Linked DNA regions of Pan troglodytes: all the other regions are linked to region 3. Evidence: chromatin contacts called from public Hi-C data. All regions are on one chromosome and are shown on one strand. The core of a region is the stretch at or near the end of the contact, and the rest is flanking DNA. Distances in the headings are between cores, read along the strand shown.

Region 1 (2,700 bases), core at 17-2,516, 320 kb before region 3:
CTGGCGCGGGGAGCGCCGGGTTCCCGGCTGGGGCTTTGGCAGAGGGTCCCACCCTCTCCCCGCCTCCCCACGAAGGCTCTGGCGGACCCAGATCTCGGGTCGCCGGACGCCCCAGGGACCCCGCCCGCACATCGCGAGCGCGCCCACCCGGTCACGAGCCCACGCCCGGGTCTGGGAGCCACCCTGCGGCAGTCGCGCCCTGCGTGGCACGCTGCTCCCCCAGGGGCGAGGCGCCCCCGCCCGACGTCCCGGTCCCGAGCGCTCCCCGGCGCGGCGCCTCGCAGCCCAGCGCCCCACCAGCCCCGCCGGCGCCGCAGACCCCAGCCTCGGGCGGGTCGGGCCCAGGCTTGCACTGCGCAGGGTAGGAGAAGGGAAATTGGCGTCCGCTGCCGGCCGCTGCCCCAGGCGAGGCCAGACGAGGCCTCTGCTCAGATCCCGCCGCCCCACAAAGCCCGTGGCCCGGGAGCCTACCGGAAATGGTGCTGGCCATGGTGCTGGCGGCGGTTGGGCCTGCGGAGGCTGGAGAGGCGCAAGTGGCGGCCGGAGCTGCAGACGGCTAGTGCTGCAGTGCCGGGGAGGGGAGGGGAGAGGAGTGGAGGGAGCGAGGGCGGGCGGGAGGCGGGCGCGGCGGGAGAGAGAGGTGGGGGGAGGGAGACACAGAGAGAGAGAGAGAGAGAGAGAGAGAGAGAGAGGGTTGGGGGGAGGAGGGAGGGAGGGAGTGTTGGGGGAAGGAGAGAGAGAGAGAGACTGCGGGGGCGGGGGAGGGAGGGAGGAAGAGAGAGAGGAGCAAGCGCCTGGCTGCGGAAGGGGCCGCGGCTCTCAGGGGGAGAGGGCGGAGGAGGGGGGCTACCCGAACTGCAACAAGACCCCCCACCCTCCAACCGCTCACAGCGGGACAGCCGCTTCCCCACCTTGGCTTTGTGAGGCCTGAGAGTGGGGTGGGGGTGGAGATGAGCCCCCATTCCCCAGGGCAGGCGGGGCAGGGGCAATGCCGGAGGAGCAGGTCCCACCCATGGGGTGGGGCCGCAGAGCTCTTCGCCGCCAAGGTCGCTGTAGGCTGGGCTGGCGCCAACAGGGTCCAGGTCTGTGCCTGCCATCGGAGAGGATGCCACAGCCACAGGGGTGGGCGCTGGCCCGGAGGCCTCCAAGGGGCATCTCCTGTGAGCCCAGGGGATGGGCAGGATCTGAGCGGAGAAGAGTGAAAGTGGAGGAGTGAGGCCAGAACAAAGGCTTTGCGGTGAAAGAGATGGTTTCCCGCCTGGGCTCTGACCTCCACTCACTGTGTGGCCCAGGCCAAGGGCAAGCGTCTGACCTCACTGGGCCTTTGTTTCTCAGGGGTAAGATGAAACAATGATGCCCCCAGACGATGGAGAGGAGGGGTGCCAGGGTTGTGCGCACTTAGTGAGTGGGGGGCAACCTATCCTGCCTCCCCCTCTCCTCATAACTCCCAAAGGGAAAGCCTGGTAGGCAAACGGAGCGTCTTTGCCATTGCAGGGATGAAGCCACCGAGGCAGGGAGAAAAGTGCTTTGCCCTACAAGCAACTAAGTCATAGGGCCAGGAGCAAAACCCTGAAAACCTCAGAAGACTTGCAGAGCCATGAGGCTGGCTCAGCAACACAAAAGCCAGGGGCAAGCCTCAGCTCTAGCAGTGCGTTGGGAGCACCCAAGGCCAGTCACATCCTAGGGTGGCCTGGAGAGTCCTGACCCCTGACGTGCAAGCCGGCATCATCCCCGGGACTGTGAGTCTGGTGGGGGTGATGCCCAGGAATGTGACATTGTGTGGCCCAGAGGTACCCTTAAGACTGGAGGATCACCAGGCGGGCCCTGACCTCATCACAGGAGCCCTTTAAAAGCAGTTTCCTTTGGCTGGTTGAAGAAATCGGAGGGATCAAACCAAAGAAGGTTTTCTGTTGTTGAGATGAGGGGGCCACGTGGCAAGGATCTGAGAACTGCTCCCAGCCAACAGCCAGCAAGACAACAAGGCCTTAACTGCAAGGAAGTGAGTTCTGCCAACAAGAAGAGAATGGGCTTGGAGGCAGGTTTGACCCCAGGGCCTCCACACAAGAACTGAGCCCAGCTGCCCACTTGGTTTCAGCCTTGCGTTACTAAGAATTAGGAGGTAATGAATGGGAGTTGTTTTAAGCTGTTGGTTTTGTGGTGATTTGCTATGAAGCCATATCAAACTAATATACACACAGAGGTGTTGGCCCCTGGGCCATTCCTAGGAAGCCAGCTCTGGGAAGGAGGAAGAAGGGCAGAGAGGCACACAGAGCTGCCCACCACAGCAGCTGTGTCCTCCCTGTTGGCCACCACAGTAGCAGTTGGGGATGGTCAGCATCCTTCAGGCAGACTCCAGCCCCGGGTGCTGGAGCTCAGGTGCTAGGGATCAAGAGAAGTAGCCCTCTCTGGGACCTCCAGAGTCTTTCATGTGGGTGGGGTAGGACCCACCCAGTCAGGCTCAGAGCACTGCAATGCCTCACACTCATTGTGACTCTGGCCAGGCCCTCTCAGAGCCTCTGTGTCCTCATCTGGAGCACAGGGACCAGGTGTGTGGAAGCCCGTGGCATAGTGCCAGGAACACAGTAGATGTGCACAGTGTGCACTAGCAGGAACACACAACAGGGGTACTGACTGTCAGCACCTAGGCAGGCACACGCAATGGGGTACTGACTGTCAGCCATACTGACTGTCAGCGTGCTA
Region 2 (2,700 bases), core at 159-2,658, 270 kb before region 3:
GCCCCAGCCCTGAACCCAGTTCCCCCCGGCTTCAGGCATGACCAGTGAACATGCCCTTCTCTCACTGGTCACCTGAGGATGCCGCACTCTGTCAACAGGTTCCCCTAATACATGCTCTGATCTGATCGCCTTGGCATTTAGTGATTCTTTCCCTGGAATCTCCACTGGCCCCATCGCAGGGAACTCCCAAGTGGGAAACTCCCCTACCACCACTTTTGGGGCAACTTCAGCTAAGGGTTCAGCTGGGACAAAACAGGGAGCCACTCGGGAACCTGGGATGGGACCAGAGAGAAAACCCGAGGGACAGAGTGGGTAAGGAAAGCTGCTGAGGAAGGGCCCAAAGGGTGCACTCTGGAAAGAAGTGGCACTGGAGGGCTGGGGTGGGGGTGGTCCTGGCCAGGGAGTCTTACCTTGTCCCACAAAGACTGCAGCTCTTCCTGCCCTCCTAAGTCCCAGAACATGAGCCGAGCCTTTCCCACATCCACAGTGCCGACTGGGGAGAGGAGGAAACAGGCAAGGCTCATGACCTTGGTCCTCGACACACCCAGTCCCAGCTCTCCCAGGGGATGGGGCAAAGCATGCCGGTGCCACTCAAATGAGACTTGAGAGGGGCCCGACAGGGCTGTGGCCACGGGCCAGCTGGACTGTGAACATCACGGCATCCTCAAGGCCCCAAACCCACAGCCCTGCTGTTTAGACGCCTTACTGTTTAGGCCCACGGTGGTGGTGATTTTGGATAGACTCATCCCCTTGTAGTTCTTGTTAAATCGGGTTTTCGACTGCTCCAGGAAGGTCTGAGGAGAGAGGGAGAGGCGAAACACATCAAGTAGGGGCTATACTGGCTTCCAAATATCCTTACTCAGGTCTGTTCTTTAAAAGACAGAAACAGAAACAGAGCAACACTCTGCTCTTCAGGAAGCTGGTGGTGACTATCCTGCCGTCTCAGGTGAAATTTGGCTTCTGTCTGGGTAGTGAACGTGCAGCTGACAGCACAACACCGAAGGGGGCGCCGCCAGGCCGTGGGAAAGGTGCGCGCAAGGGCGTGGGCACTCACCGTCTTCCCAGCATTGTCCAGGCCCAGGATCAGGATGCAGTACTCGTCCTTCTGAAACATGTACTTGTACAAGCCCGACAGCAGCGTGTACATCCTGCCCTGGGCACCCCAACATATGTCAGTGTGCAGCCAGAAAGCACCTCCCCTCCCCCGGGCTTCTCCACGGTGGTCAGTGGCGCCCCACGTCCAGCCGACCGCTCAGGACGAGAGCCTGGGGGCCATTCCCGACTCCTCGTCCCTCTCCCACCCCATCCCTCTGTAACTTCTCCCAGGTCAGCCGCCACTGTGTCCTGCTCACAGCGATGACTGCGACCTCTCCGAATACACATCGGTTCCGGCCCCTCCCCTGCTCGCGGGACTACCCAGCCAGGTGTTCACAGTGAGCTCAGCCGCGCTCCCGCCCTCGCCCGAGGCTTCGCTCCCACGCTTCACGCGCGCGGAACGGGGAACACACTCGCTGCAGCCCCGCCTGGGCCACAGCACCCTCGAGCGTCAGCCCCGCGCCCCACCCGGGAGCAGCGAGCCACCGGCGCGCTCCCCAGGAGCCCCTGCAGGCGCCGGGTAGGGACGCCCCATCACCCCATTTCTTAAAACGGGGACGGCCCTGGGGGGAGCGGACTACAGGGCGGGTGAGCAGCGGCCCGGCTGCTCCTGGAGTGCACCTGGAGGCGGCGCGCGGCTGGCAGGGAACGACTGCGAAGGAAGAACCTGGGTCGCGGCCCCCGGCTACGTCCGCCCCATGCCGCCGCCGCCAGGTTTGAGGCTCCCCGACAAGCAGCCAAAGCTGGCTCCTGTCACACCCGCGTCCCACCTCGAGTCCTGGGCCGCCCCTCGGGCCTCGCGCCTCACCGCACAGCCTGCGGCCTACCTGCGTCCGCCGCGCCCTCGGAGCCGCCGCTGCTGACCCCCGCTGACCTCCGCTGACCCCGCGCTAACCCCGCGCGGCGCCTGACGGGACGCGGGCCGGCCTCAGGGAATGAGCTGAACCGCGTCCCAGCGGCCTCCGCGCTCCGCTTCCCGGCTGCCCCCGCGCGCCAAGCACTTCCGGAAGCGGCGGCGCTCGGGAGGAAGTGCCGATCGGCTGCTGGGGCGAAAAGGGGGCGCCGGGCCGCTCTAGCCGGTGAGGCCGGCGGGCTCTCTGTGGCTGCGGCTGGGAAACCGCGCGGAGGAGGTGCCCGGCCGGGGACCAGGGGGCCGCGGTTTGCGGGGACGCGGCCCTGGCCAGACAGAAGAGACGCCGGGCGGGGGGGCGCGGCCGGCCTGGAAGGCGGCGGGCGCGGCGGGTGGGCTCGGCGGAGGGTCAGGCGGCGGGGCGCCCCGCGGGGAGGGGGCTCCGGAGTGACGCGGGACCCGGCTAGCGGCGAGCCCACGGCGGCTCGGAAGGGAAGCGCGGAGCCTGAGCGGGGGTACCCGGGCTGCGACCTCTGCGCTGGGAGCTGTGCCTCTGAGCCGGTGTCTCCCCGAGGGAAAGGGGACGTGCCCGTGCCCGTCCTCAGGCTGTGGGGTCGGTCCCGAGACGCGGTGCTCAGCTGGCTTCTCTTCTTGCAGCCCTGGTCCAGCGCCTCCCTCTCTCAGCATGGACGAGGAGAGCCTGGAGTCGGCCTTGCAGACCTACCGTGCGCAGCTGCAGCAGGTGGAGCTGGCCT
Region 3 (2,700 bases), core at 137-2,636:
CAGCCAAGGTGGGCACTGAGGACCCCCGGCCCAATCTGGCACTGCACCAAGCTCCCGTCCCTGTGCCGGCTGAACTATCCTACCTGATGCTCTTCGCAGACTTGTCTCCAGGCTTGGCAGGCTGACCCGCCCCCCACCTCTCTCTGGATCCTCTCAGTCCTCTGCCTACAGACCCACCACTACCACTTCAGCCAAACAAGTCGTGGAAGCACCAGCAGTGAAGGCCCAGGATGCTGGCCAGAGAGAACGCCCTGCTGCCCAAGGCTGGGGCCCCCGAGGGCCTGTGCTGCTGGGAACCCCATCCTGAGAGCTGGGGAGCAGAGGAGACTCTGGGCCCAGCCCTGTGGAAAAGCCACGGAAGGGGGTGGGACAGGAAGCAGGGTGAGGGTTGGGTGGGCAGGTGGCCCCCTCCTGATAGCTTCTAATTAACTTGGATCCGAGGGGATGGGAAGGGGCTGCTGTGTCCAGGAGGGCCAGAGAGCTGAGGTCAGAGGTCAGGACAGTCACTGCCCATTGCCAAGGGGGAGGCCAGTGTCCGGGGACAAAGTTCTCTGGAAGCCCTCACTTTGCAACTTTGAAAGGAGACAGGGCCGGCATGAGTCATCCCAGCACCTGATGACCCCGGTGGCCTGGGGTGCAGGTGCCTGCTGAGGCCCCACTTCCAATTTTTCTGAAGCCTGGGAGAAGAATTCAGAATAGTGGGACCTGAGGCCAGGGCCAGCCTGGGAGGCAGAGACGAGACTGGCGCCCCGGATGAGAAGGGGCTTCGGCCCTCCCGAGCCCAGCGGGGACACAGAGCCCTCGCGGGGAGAGGGGGCTCCGCCGCGCTGCGCGCAGGAGACGCCAGCAGCGGGTCTGCCGCGTAGGCCGTTCGGCCCGGGACCCCGGCCCAGGCCTGGCGCGCGGGTGAGCGCGGCCAGGGACGCGCACCTGGGGCCAGCCTCGCCACCCACCTGTCACCTGGGGCCGGGAGCGGGCGCGGGGCGCGGGGCGCGGGGCGCGGGCCTCGGCCTGGCCGGGCAGGGCCGATCGCGGGCGCGGGGTGGGGGGGCGAAGGCAGTGAACCAAAATGGCGACTTTTTCTGGAGAAGGAGGAGGCAGGAAGACGGCGCCGGCGCGGGGCGCGGGGGCTCGGGCGCGGCGGGGGGCGGGGGGGCTCCGGGCCCGGCCCCCTCCTTGGCCTGCGCGCAGGGTCGAGATCCGGGACGCGGTGGGCGCCGGGGCTGCGGCCAGAATGGGTCCGGGGCGCGGCCGGGCGCTTACCTGCGGCGCCCAGCGGGGCTGCGGCCGGGCCGGGCCGGGCCGGGCCGGGGGGCGCGGGGCGCGGGGCGCGGGGCGCTGGGTCCGGGCGGCGCAGGCTGCGCGCCGCGCTGCGCACATGCGCGCTCCCGCCCCTCCCACCTTTGACAGTTTTACTGCGGGGGGGAGGGGGCGAACTCTCGCGTTATTCCCGCGGCCGCTCCGCGACGGGGAGGGGGCGGGGAGGGGGCGGGGGCGGGGGAGAGGGCCCGGCGCTGGCCTGTGGTTCCCCCGCTCCGCGGTTCCGCCCCCGTCGGCCGGGCCCGCAGTCCAGAGTAGCCGGTTCTGCCGTCCTGGGGCGGGGGACGTTTTTTGGACAGTGGGGTAAACTGAGGCCCGATAGGGGCGCTAGGCACTGCCCGGAGTCCGGCGCGCACGGATTGAGGCGACCTGATTCCGCCGCATCCTGGCCCGCGCGGCGAGGGTGGTCTCTGGGCTCGGGACCCTGACCTCTGGCCCTGGGGGCCGTGCACCGGCAGCGCAGGATTCAGCCTTTTTCCAACTGGCCCTGAGACCACTTTTGCGACTGACCCCCGGAGGTGCCTGGCGGCTTAAGGCCATGGGGTTTTACTGGGGTCACTGACCATTGGGTCACCCTTTCCCAGCTCTGGGGGCAGTGGTTCTGAACCAGTGCCAGGGCCTTCTCTGCCCCACAGCTTGGGCTTCTGCAGGCAGGGGGCACTGGGGTCCGGTGTGGGCTGAGTGGTCTGGAGGTGGCGGAGCACTGACAGCACAGGACTTGGGAATGAATGAGACAGAGAAAGGTGTGGCTCTCCTAAAGAGGACGGGTAGGAGGCACCACACGGGACTGGCACAGGACCCACAAGAATCTCCCCCAGGAGAGCCTGCCTGCCTGCCTTCCTTCCCTCCCTTCCCTCTCTTACTTCCTTCTCTTCCTTCCCTTCCCTCCCTCCCTCCCTTCCTTCTTCCTTTCCTTCCTTTTTCCTTCCTTCCTTTTCTTTCCTTCCTTCTCTTTTCTTCCCTCCCTTCCTCCCTTCCTTCTCTTCCTTCCCTTCCCTCCCTCCCTCCCTTCCTTCTCTTCCTTCCCTTCCCTCCCTTCCTCCCTTCCTTCTCTTCCTTCCCTTCCCTCCCTCCCTTCCTCCCTTCCTTCTCTTCCTTCCCTTCCCCTCCCTCCCTCCCTTCCTTCTTCCTTCCTTCCTTTTCTCTTTCCTTCCTTCTCTTCTCTTCCCTCCCTCCCTTCCTCCCTTCTATTCCTTCCTCCCTTCCTTTTCTCCTTCCTTCCTTCCCTTCCTTCTCTTCCCTCCCTCCCTTTCTCCTTCCTTCCTTCCCTTCTCTCTCTTTCTTTTTCTCCCCTCCCCTCCCTTCTCCTCCCCTCCCTTCCCCTCCTCTCCTTTCTCTCCTTTCTCCTTCTCCGTCCTTTTTTTATTCTTGAGATAGGGT

The links. A called contact is a pair of places that touch in the nucleus more often than the background predicts.
Region 1: a contact with region 3 is called in a Hi-C map of stem cell-derived neural progenitor cells, with 3 times the contacts expected there. The contact joins the promoter of STMN3 here to the promoter of ZNF512B in region 3. A contact is called at or near these places in 1 of 7 Hi-C or Micro-C datasets (stem cell-derived neural progenitor cells) and 1 of 1 datasets of contacts at active chromatin or transcription factors (stem cell-derived excitatory neurons).
Region 2: a contact with region 3 is called in a Hi-C map of stem cell-derived neural progenitor cells, with 3 times the contacts expected there. The contact joins the promoter of ZGPAT here to the promoter of ZNF512B in region 3. A contact is called at or near these places in 1 of 7 Hi-C or Micro-C datasets (stem cell-derived neural progenitor cells) and 1 of 1 datasets of contacts at active chromatin or transcription factors (stem cell-derived excitatory neurons).

The regions. Positions count from the first base shown.
Region 1 is chr21:69,993,018-69,995,717 of NHGRI_mPanTro3-v2.0_pri, forward strand. STMN3 (stathmin 3) reads right to left here and starts at 1,267. Exons shown (of 5, transcript XM_514783.9): 1 at 472-1,267. The coding sequence starts at 490. LOC107972506 (a long non-coding RNA gene) reads left to right here and starts at 246. Exons shown (of 2, transcript XR_001715143.4): 1 at 246-361; 2 at 1,495-2,142.
Region 2 is chr21:70,046,264-70,048,963 of NHGRI_mPanTro3-v2.0_pri, forward strand. It overlaps ZGPAT (zinc finger CCCH-type and G-patch domain containing), which reads left to right and starts at 1,409. Exons shown (of 7, transcript XM_525387.8): 1 at 1,409-1,615; 2 at 2,603-2,700. The coding sequence starts at 2,631. ARFRP1 (ADP ribosylation factor related protein 1) reads right to left here and starts at 2,077. Exons shown (of 8, transcript XM_009437655.3): 1 at 1,923-2,077; 2 at 1,055-1,153; 3 at 707-794; 4 at 411-493. The coding sequence starts at 1,147.
Region 3 is chr21:70,315,147-70,317,846 of NHGRI_mPanTro3-v2.0_pri, forward strand. It overlaps ZNF512B (zinc finger protein 512B), which reads right to left and starts at 1,387. Exons shown (of 17, transcript XM_024352133.2): 1 at 1,264-1,387. It overlaps LOC107970101 (a long non-coding RNA gene), which reads left to right and starts at 1,497. Exons shown (of 3, transcript XR_008541285.2): 1 at 1,497-1,838.